2 separate regions of the Rattus norvegicus genome follow, and region 2 is linked to region 1. A link is a contact called in public HiChIP or PLAC-seq data. All regions are on one chromosome and are shown on one strand. Each heading gives the region's core, a stretch centred on a gene start, on an enhancer-like site or on the middle of the called end of the contact. The rest is flanking DNA. Distances are from core to core; before and after follow the strand shown.

Region 1 (5,543 bases), core at 2,197-4,696:
TTAAAAACCCCGGAGAGTCTGAATGGGAGATGGGAATAAGGAGGCTAATGTGGCTCTGAGATTTAGAGTGTTGAAATAATGGATAATGCATGCGGTAGAAACGGTCAGCTCTAATCACTAATCTGGAGCCAAAGGCTTTCCTAAAAGATAGAATATTTACTATTAAAATCATGAAAAGCCTTCAGAATTCTGAGATGAATCAGTCTCTTCAGGAAAAAAAAAATCAGGTTTTTTTTGGTTGTTGTTTTTGTTTTTGTTTGTTTGTTTATGGCTTTTATTTTTGGGGGGCTGACTAAGATTCGATTCACACTTGCAAAGCCTGAGGGTCAGACAAGCATCTCAGAAGTATCGTCTAGCTCTGAAATTCTGCTCTGAACACAGTAAAGTTGAGGAAGAAAGCACCACGTTTGCAATGGCGAAAGACTGTCAGAGGTTACCCATGGGAGGTCCGTGACCCCATTCAGCTCCGAACTTTCAATTCAGGTGGTACCTTCTTCCCCTTAACCTGTTGTATATCTCACAGTTCGATGTTTATGTAAAAATACTGCGTTCTTCTTATTGGGGTGCACAAAGAATAGGGGTGCTTTGACAACAGCTCATGGTGGGCAGCAGATGCTTGATCTCAGGGTTGTGCACATCAAATGTGGCCAGAGTGGAGCCCTTTCCAGGTGCCTTTTGTTTTCTCGGTTAAATGACGCAAGTCCCAGGAAGCTTGCTCACTGGGAAGGTAAGTTGGAAGTGTTCCTGACTCCCCCAAGTTCTCCTTGAATCTTATTTTAGTTAGATAGTAAGAAGTAATTTTTCAGTGCAGTGCACATGTAATTAAGCATGCAACTGCTATTATTAATGGGGCCTGCATCAAACCCAGCTCCACAGTAACGCACACCCATGTGGGAGGCTAGAGCCGTGCTAGCTTGTTCTACTCAAATTATAAAATCTGTAATCTGTCCCTAGAGATAAACGCATAATTCATTTTCTCAAGGAAGGAAGAGGGAGACTTCATCCTTGACATCTCCCGGGGCTCAGGCAGGCCTAGTGCTGGTGCCGACTGTTTTGAGTCTTACGTTTTATTTCTCAAAATATGCCCGTGACATCAGAACATGCTAGAAATGCCCACAGCGCTCTCTTTGCAATTTTGTTGACCAAATTCTGCACGTCACCTCAGCACATGAGGAATTAATACCGTCTGTTTATTTATAAATCGCCGTCTTTTCATGACAAGAAAAGCTTTTCCATGTTGCTTTAACTCTGAGCCTCGGGAAGGGAGGTGACACCATCTCTCCTACTATATAACACTTTACATCTTTGATGCCTGAATTTTGCTCAGAATTTTTATTTTCTTTCTTCCTCGCCACCTCCTTCATCCAGGACTGGAAACGATTAGTGCCAAGTAAATATTTTTGGTGACCTTGTCTAGTCTCACACCATCCTAGTTGGTCCAGTTCTGGACAGTTTATGATTTAAGTAGGGGAGATCTGGATCAGTTACAGTGGACAAAAGAAAATGAATTAAAAGGAAAAAAAAAAGAAACTCAAGAAGTGGTGCTCTATAAAGGCCCTAAGAGCAAGAAACCAATGAAATTATCTGGCACATTAAAGAATAATAATGTTAATGACACCGTCAGTGGCCAGGGATGAGGTTACCTCCTGTGGTTTAAGGGTGGGGGGAGGCTTGCGTACATTCTGTTGGGCACTTTTGCACATTTTCCTTTGTGAACTGGTTGTGGCTGGAAGCCTACAGGTGAAAGCTATTACTTCAGCTATTAACTTCAGAAACACTCCCAGCTTAGTCACGCGGGAGGCTTAGCTGCCAGACCTTTGCTCTTGGAGCAGAGTTTTGGTCTAGAAGGACAATACTCTTATCAATGTTGCCTTTGGTGAAATTCCTTCATTTTGTTTTGTTTTTGTTTTCTACATGTTCCAATCTGACAATAAATGTGACTGACGTAGGCTCAGTGAATAGTCGAAAGCTGTCAGATAAAAGCAGGTATTTCTAACTCAAACATTTGTCTATGATGATTCTTCAGGAGGTTTTTTTTTTTTTTCTTCTGTTTTCTCGGTTGTCTTTTGTAAAGAACTTAAATGTTGGAATACCCTGAGCCTTGGAAGAATCCTCCTTCCAGCTCCCTTCATCTACCATTGATGATTTTATACTCATTTAGTTCAGTCTCTGCCAAACTGTTCCTGTTTAGGTCTGGCTTTTGTATGCCATCCCATTCTGTACACCAAACGGACACGTGTACATTCTACCTTGTACATTTTGCACTTTTAAGTGGCTCGATGATCTCAACGTACATCTGCAAACAGGTTGCTTAGCAAGATGCCCGCATTCTGCCGGGAGCCCTTATCTTACCTGGCGTAAACTAAGCCTGCACCTGCTTCCAGAGAGGAAACTTGGCCAGAGCCAAGCTCAGAACAAACTCATCCACCTATTACAGACCTTCTGTAATTCTTCCGTTCCCTTGCTGATACCGTCATTCTATGAAAACAGAAAGCCATTAGCTTCTTGTACATCCTGTTTTGATAGAGAAGGAAAACTATCTAAAAAGAAAAATATAATAACCACACATTAGAATATCCTGTGTAGTCCCTGCCACATAGTAGACAGCTGCAGAAAAACACAATATTTAAAATAAGTTAACAAAACAACAGTCCCTTGGGGCCTTCCACTCCTGTTTAAGTCTGTGCAACAATGTATCTTGTGGGCTCAGTTTTCCGTAAACATAAAGTTGCTTAGTTCCCAAGGACACCACGTGTGTATGTTTTTTTTTTTTTTTTTTTAAATTTTCTCCCTTGAGCACTTTCTTTATTGAAGGTCTATGCAACGGTTCAGCAGAAATTATGCGACATCTTTCCTCAAAGGGAGCTGTATTAATGTGCCAATGCCCTTTCTTTAATGCACTTTAAAATTCTGACGCGCCTTTTAAAAAGTATGAGTTGTGCTGGGAAAGTCTAATCTCTGTTCTTCATAAGCGGAAATGTGCTATTTTGGTAAGAGTAGCATTGAAGCGGGGCTTCAGCATACGGGTGTCTCTGTAGTACAGATGTCCGAAGACACTGGATGCCCAAATCAACCAGCTAGAAATGTTAATTCTGCCAAAATTAGTCAAGGGAACTTCAATGACTCATTTAAGCAAATTGAGAGTGAAAAAAAAAATCTTAAAACTAATCAAAATAGTTAGATTTCATCCTAACTCAGCGTTTAGAAGGATGGTTTTCTTACAGTCTGTTGCTCTATTACGTACAACGGCTCTGTACATCTCTGATGACTTCATACAGATTTTTTCAAAAGTTGCTTGGAATACTATAGTTCTCGTTCACGGATCAAATCAATTTTCCTTTCTTCTCGACTACACAGCCACCCGCCTGTCTTTGGAAGCTCCTCTCTTTGGATCTCTTCCCGTTCCAATCAGTGTGTCCTTTTAAAAGTGTTTCATTAAGGCTGAAGTTCCAAGGACATGACTTCCCTCTTTGAATAAAATGTGCCTTCTTATTTGAATGCAGACTGCCTGTGCCCTCACTGTACAATCAAAACAATGGAAAATACACCCAGTGCACTCAGGCAAAATTGGTGTGTGAGTCTCCTGGAAATTTGTAACAACAGGTGCAGACAGATAGGCTGGCAAAGCGAGCCAGGTTCCTAACAATTCCTAATAAGGAAATAAACGTTAGGTATGCATTATTAAAGTGTTTTATGTAATTTTTCTACTAAAACAACCAGGACCCCATCTAGTAACCATTTCTACAGCATTCATACGATAATAATTTTTAAAAAAAAAGCCGACACCATCTTTCCCGGTTTTGACACTCCTTTGTCTGGCGTAATGAAATTTGCATATGTATACTTGTTTTATAGGAGAAAAATATACACAGTTCTCTCCCAAATCGTTGAAAAATCCGGGCTATCAATCAAGCTAGTAGAAGATTCTTCTCTCTTTGCATCTGATAAATGTAGGATCACATTTATTACATATAGGCCATATCCCCCAAGGAATTTCAACTGTAATAAACGGCTAGGCATGCATATGCGCTCCTTTTTTTTTTTTTTTTTTAATAAAAGGAACATTGCCAAATTTCGGAGTTACTTTGTTTTTTGTGAATAAGGGTTCTTCAGCCTTAGGAAAGGCTCAAATGCCCTTTGCTGAGGAATTCTGTGTGCGCTTGTTAAAGACATTTAAGTTTTAATTCGCTTTCGCACAACCTGAAAAATATAAATACTTAAAATTTTGATCTCACAATGCCTTTGATTACTGAATGCCATTTACAAGGTTTTTGTCATTGTGGGTAGAACTGGAAAAGAAAATAGTCTCCTTTGTAATTAAAAGATGAGCATATTATTTATACTTATGATCCAATAGCTTTTCCTTAGGTTTTCCCTTTCTAAATACCAATATAGCTTACTATTTTTGATGCTTCCAAATTTCTAATAGTAGGTTTTCTATAAAAGAGAGCACGGGTGCCTTATAGAAATTAAAAAGCAAAAACAAAAATCAAAACAAAAGCAGAATCAACAGAATTTTCTTAGGGAGCCCAGAGCATTAATAAGTGCTTTAAATACAGCAGAAGAATAGTGCACAGAAGCGAGAGAGGGAAGAAGGAAACAGAATGAAAACATCTATACCTTTAAGTGAAGATGCTTAAGGGCCTTACATTCAAATGAATGAATCGAATTAACTTCATAGAAATGCAAAGACGTGTTTGTTGGAACAGAGTTCTAACTTGCCACCCTCTACAGGATGTCTAGAGATTAAGGTTGAGAAAACTTGAAAACAGCATGGGCCCAGATAGGACTGATTTACCAATGTAAGAAAATAACCATATGAGACATGGTGCCTTCTGACTTCACTTTGATGGGAGAGAGCAAACTGCCACACAATTGCCGCATTTCTTTCTGTTCATAAAATCCCTCAGAGCTCTCTCTACTACCAACTGTTCCTATTGGGTTTCAACCCTGAGTTTTTGGTAGACCTCTGGGTGAGCCTGCTATAACAAGCAGGGGCTAGCCGAACAGAGTCCCTTTGGGCCAGTAGCCTGTTAGGTTTAGGAGAAAAGAGAAATTAGAAGGCATTTTACTTCTAAAACATTGTAGGTTATGGGAACAAGGGCTAGTGTAATTGCAGAGCTCACGTGTCTGCATGTGTGAATATGTGTGCGTCTCTTCATATGTGTGTGTGCGAAAGAGGGATTAATGAGAAAGAAGACAGGAAGAGAGAAGAGAGGGGGGAAGAGGGTTGTCAGCATGAATGAAGCTGAAGGAAAGATTTCTCTAAGGAGCGTATATTTCACATATTAAAGAGCATATGTGGAGCTATATAAATGGAAGTCGAGTAGTGCCAACCATGGAACTAAAAACACACACATATTGTGTATATATGTGTATGTGCTTAGATTTTCTTTTTGTTAGTAGGTTTTTTTTTGGAGTGGAGGGAGACAGGAATCAAGTGCCATTTTACCAGCAATTCCGTGGGCTTCGCAAGCCATCCCTGCAATCCTGACTCCGCCAATTACCCTCGTTTAGTTCTTCATTACCCAAGCTGGTTGACC
Region 2 (5,638 bases), core at 1,547-4,046, 380 kb before region 1:
TAGAGTACTTGTGCATGCCGTGTGCCAGAAGCTGGAGGCTCCGTCACTCTCAAGGGGGTAACTAGCAAGAAAACCTAGCAAAACCTCATTGAAGACCATGGTGACAAGAGAGAGCCACTTGCCCCTCCATGAGAGGTGTTAGGTTGTGATGAGGACTACACGTTAGGATACGGTTATTTGGCGATGTCAAATGAATCAAAATAACATTTTAAGAATGACGCTTATATGATGTATGGAGAATTAATGTTAAAGTCACTGGAACGCAAACCTGGGATGACAGGCCACCAAAAGAGCCTTTACAGGTTATGTTGTCCCTTCGTGGTCTAAGTTCTTCGATGGTTCCATGTCTGGAGGGGCTGGCCTGGGAACTGGGGTTAGGATTTACTTACAAATAAAGAGAAATTTGCAATGCAATCCCCCAAAAAATTCAACGTCCTGAAGTTTCATCTACCACCATTAAGGGGCTGACTCAATCCATAATCTCAGAGATATATAGTAATTACTTACACAAATATAGTTACTATAGAATATGTAATGGAGTGACCCAACAGGCATCACTGCTTTTTGAAGAAGAGCTCATTCTTTAGACAGAGTCCCCTCTCTCCCACTGCCGGGAATGATACTCTCTCCCAAGGGCGCTGTCCACCATGCAGTACAGAGAGGTAGCATCTTCTTAGCTGCCCTTGAATGGTTTCATACCGTGGCCTGGGGTCAAGAATTGTCTGTTCTATCACCATCCCGCAGGCCTTAAGACAGTAGGAAAAGCCAGGCAAAGAAAGAGTGGCTCCATTCAGACAACCTTTCTCACTGGCTGCAGGTGACGGTGGCTCATTCAGATTTCTAAGGAGACTCAAAATGCCCTTGGGATGTAAAGCAACATGGGCTCATTTTCCTAGAAGCAAGGGAGAACTACACACCCCAGCAGGGAGCCCTCTTCTAGGGTTACCCCACAGTCTGACTCCCAGGGTTCACCCCGTGAAATTCTATTCCCAACTCAGACAAACTAGGCTTCGTCGCAGACAGAAGCAGGCCGAGAACAGCAAAGACTGTATGGCTAAGAGCACTGCACACCTTATGTGCCCTTTGAGCCGTCAGTAAGTCCTTTTAAGATGGCAAGACTACACCCACACTGGAACTTATGTTCCCATTCCGATGAATAAATCAGTGACCGGACTCAATCTTAAGTGACTTCATAGTTTCAGAAAATATTTGATTGATGTCTAAAGATGAAATCCAAAGGAAACCCAACAACCCCTGCCCCCATGGCACCCCTCAATACCTTGAGAGTAAAAGAGATTAAGAAGCCTCCGTTCGGAGTCGGTCCCAACAGGAGTGGCCAGCAGAGGGCGCACATGTCCCAACACAGCAGCCTCAGGCTAGGCAGGCACTCCCCAAACCTATTTAAAGCCTTAAAACCTGACCGAATTTAAAAGAGGGGCTAGAGAGCTAGTCACAAAAGTAATCTCAATTTAGGATTACTAAGAAACACAAGTACATTATTATTTAACAGCGACTTTAATAAGGGCTTCTTGGCTGCTGTAGGAGAGCTGTTCTGTAAAAAGAGGTAAATTTCTTTGCGTACAAGCGAGCTTATGTTTCTTCCCAAGACTACTGTGGTTTTAATAGGCCTGTGCGGCCTATATTAGGAATTCTCTACAATACGTGTATTTTTAGAAGTAAAGTAAATGCTAAATTTCTAGCGTGCAGCGTGTGTGTGTGTGTGTGTGCGCGTGTGTGTGTGTGTGTGATTTATATTAAGTCACTCTTTGAAATAGCATCTCTCTTAGTGTGCGTCTAGCCATATGTTCCACACAAAACCATTCATCTTCGTGGCTTACCAGCCACCCAAGTACATAGCATTTCATGTCTAAATCCACATGCGCACACCCCTTATTGTTTTTCCATGTTTGGTGTTCCATCGGTTAGTGCCAAACTGTCTGCTTGAAGCTTCTGTATTTTTCTTGCTTTGGGGTTACAAAAAGTTATTCCAGAAAAGGTGCTCCCAGCTATACGTATGTATGGATCAATCGACAGGCGTTGTTTATTTAAGAGTCTTCCCCCCAAAATGTGAAGACCACCCACCCATCTCTCCCAACATTTTTTGAAACAACAGAACAATTTTAAAATGGAGGGGGGGGGGGGGAGAAAGTACCAAATAAAGAGAAATGTCGAATCCAACACCGTTTTTCTTTTCGGATAAAAAGATTAAATAACCCGCACAAGAGTAGCTTCTCCTTTCAAATAGGTTACAATAAAGGGACGTTTGTCAAATAACTCTCAAACTGGAAGCAAGGCTGGATAATTTCACTTTGTTTATCTACCCCCCCCCATCAATGGCCATTTCAACCTAAGCCCTACCGCTCAAACAAAAGCAGTGGAGCTCTGAGGCATAGCCATCAAGTGATTCCTTTTTTAAAAAAATCAAATCTCTCAGACTTGAGAGATGAACTGGGTCCACGTTGTCTACAAACCAGGTGGCTTTGGTGACACATAGGTCGTGGTAAATGATATGCGCCCTTTAGCTGATGTGGCTCCTCCATTTCTGCATAAGTTAAAATGACGAGGTTTTGTTATTCCTAAGCACTCAATTCCGAACTGTTTGCACAATCTGTTAAGTCCAGGCAGATTTAAATGATTCTGACATGCAGCCCGCCAAGGCCAGTGACGGGGATAATGCCTCTTTACATGGGTAAAATTCTGTGCCACACAGGTCACCCTCTTCGGGGGAATCAACTGTGTGTCTCCTCTTCGCTTTTCCACCGCCATCGTTCATCCTGCAGCCTGGAGCCGAGAGTGAGACGCAAGAAAGGAGCTGAGTGCTCAAAGCAAAAATCTGCTTCCAGGACAATCCATTATATCTGACAAGTTAAATGTTCCATGGTAGGCCATATGGCACGAGAGCAGGCCCGACGATGGAAGGGAAGAACTGGGCAAATGCATCACGATTAAGGAGTTTGGCTACACACTTTAGTCTGAATTACTTTTTTTTCCCCTCTCAAATTGTAAATGTTGCCCCCAAATTTTTCATTTGAGTACCTTTGAAAAGGAGTTTCTTTTGAAAAGACAACCTGTAGTTTGGGGATCAGAATGAAAAAAGGTTAGGGCAGGTGGGTTTCAGAAAATCTTACAGACCTGTAGCCTCGCCATTTCAGTTTCAAGACAAATAACAAGTAGGTTGGAACATGTAAATGAGCCTGGGACAGCACAAAATGCAACCAATTCCCATGTTTAAGTCTCTCTCTAGATAGAAAATAATCTTACAAGTTTCACGGTGAGAATGGGCGTGTTCCCATGTCTTCTGGGGCTTCCTTTAACACTCACCAATGAATTGAATGAAGATGGCCTCTGCATAGCTACCACACATGCTAGGTCCCATGGTCAGGTCTGAAAGCCATCTAAGCCACTCACCACAAAAGCCAGGCGGCCTCCAAGAAAAGCGTGCTTGTTGTTAGGGACAAAGTCATCTAAAGTGTGTCAATGCTGTCATGGAGGGTGGCACTGACTTGCAGCTGAGGACGATGTAATAAAATGGATTAAACAGCTACTGTCCCGTGGCATGTTGCCTCCCCGCTCTACCATATAAAGCAAGCAGCAAGCAGACAGTCTTAGCTTCTTCCCAAGGAAGTCTCAAGGAAGAAATGGTTCCGTAACAAAAGCTGGGGAAGCTTCTGGGGAAAGTACATGGACTCAGGCGACCCTGTGGTAATTTTATCTGCTCCCTCACTTTCTGGAAGTAACGCGTCCATAAGCAAAATATATGATGTATGTGAATGTGTGCATACTCACCTGTGTGTGTATGGGAGTGTGTACACGTGCACATGCGTGCGTGTGTGCGTGTGTGTGTGTGTGTGAGAGAGAGAGAGAGAGAGAGAGATAATGGGTTGGTTCTCAACAGTAATGATACTGTTCAAGGTATTCACAGTGGTTTGCAAACATGAAATTCACAATCTTTAAGAGAAGAGCGACACACGTTTCCTGGGGAAGATATGAAGACTCATTTCCCTAAGCTATGTTCACTCTCCATCTCTCCAGAGGGTCACTATTTCCCCAAATGTACCCGCTTCTGCCTTAATTAAGAATCACATTGCTTCTAAGAGCATATATACTTTAGAAAAATAGATCCATGCTTTCTGTTGAAAAATGCGGTCAGGTTTTTTTTTTTGGTGGTCTGATAGTAACTTGATGAAATCGGGTATCTGCACTTTTCTTATTAACACAAAGACAATTTATTGAATTATGGAGGTGAGTAAGTGGGTAATGAGTTGGTAATCTGTATTTTATAACAACCATCAATGTTACAACTCTATATAATATTGATCACTTTCAGGAATGTGCCCTGTGACCTTCATTATCATATTAATCGACATGTATCAGAACTATTATAGCAAGTATTTTCATTCTATGTGTGCAGCATGAAGAAAAATTTAGGTGGTTAACTGGTTTGCATCACTATGCACAGCAATGAAGTAGAAAACCAACACACACACACACACACACACACACACACACACACACACACTTCTCATGCCTACACTGTATTTTGCCAGCCATACCATATATTACTAGGGAAAGTTTGGCCATTAACGAAGCATACACATTACTTAAGAATGAAAGCTTATTTATGTTATATACTATTGTTTGTCATTTAATAAAAATAGTCATCCTTTGGCACATTATCGTCCAGTGGGAAAATGAAGCCTGAATCCTCACATAGGAGGAATGAACGCAATTGCGTATAGCGTCACTGCTTCAAACTTGTAAGACGTCGCCGTGCGCGACTCAGCGTTAGTGCAGGGCACTGGGCCGTTGTGTACTGCAGACCCTTTTTCCGTGCATCTAGACCTACGTTTTTATTACTAATTAAAATGTCCAGATGGTAAAACAACACCTGATCCAAGGGGCTTCTCGGTACACTGACTGTCAGCGTTCAGCCACTGCACTGTTTACGGACTCAGGAAACTGCCCTCAACCAAGCAGCTTCCTACAGTTCCCAAACCATAGGGGAGAAGCAGCTAAGACATTGCTCATTAAAATGCCCACATTCAATTCAAATCTTTACTGAGGGGGAAAAATCTAACATTCAAACCACCACCATTAAAAAAAAAAAAAAGGCTCATGACAGCTCATAGGAAGAGCACCGTAGCAGGGCAATATGGCTGGAATTCATCCCGAGGAGAGAGAAAACGGAGGGGAGGAACAGGAAGGAACGGGCCATCGTCATACCATCTCAGGTGGCCTTGTTTTTCTTTGATACATTTGTTAATAACCAATTGTGTTTTAAATATATCTCTGTCTTCTTTTATATGTGGGCCTGGACTATATCACAAAGCAAAACATTTACTATCATAGAAGATGTGTACAACTTTGGTTTCCCCATCTGACCCCCTAAATTCGGGTTATAAAGTGCCCATGAATAACAGACTTCAAGAAATCACAAACGGTTTAGAGGTGTTTAAGCAATGATCCTAAGTGGATTCGTTTTTTCCTCAAGCAATTTTTTTTTTTTTTTGCAAATATTTAGGCTGCTTTGATACACAAATGTTCTCTCAATTTCCACCTCCCTGAAATCACTACACAGACCACAAACAACGGGGAAACAGAGGAGGCAGCTGGATGAGGGTACTGGCAGCCACCCTGG

What was found. HiChIP or PLAC-seq counts read pairs in DNA pulled down with a chosen protein or histone mark.
Region 2: a contact with region 1 is called in an H3K27ac HiChIP or PLAC-seq map of oligodendrocytes, with 3 times the contacts expected there. The contact joins two enhancer-like sites. A contact is called at or near these places in 1 of 12 Hi-C or Micro-C datasets (frontal cortex) and 1 of 1 datasets of contacts at active chromatin or transcription factors (oligodendrocytes).

The regions. Positions count from the first base shown.
Region 1 is chr18:65,000,129-65,005,671 of GRCr8, reverse strand. No RefSeq gene overlaps it. Among named protein-coding and RNA genes, the nearest start is that of Tcf4, 220 kb to the left of the region's middle. Within about 2 kb of position 3,446, at least 6 of the 93 cell types and tissues checked have an H3K27ac peak or open chromatin away from gene starts, as enhancers often do.
Region 2 is chr18:65,375,664-65,381,301 of GRCr8, reverse strand. All of the region lies in intron 4 of Tcf4 (transcription factor 4), which reads right to left. Among named protein-coding and RNA genes, the nearest start is that of Tcf4, 160 kb to the right of the region's middle. Within about 2 kb of position 2,796, at least 16 of the 93 cell types and tissues checked have an H3K27ac peak or open chromatin away from gene starts, as enhancers often do.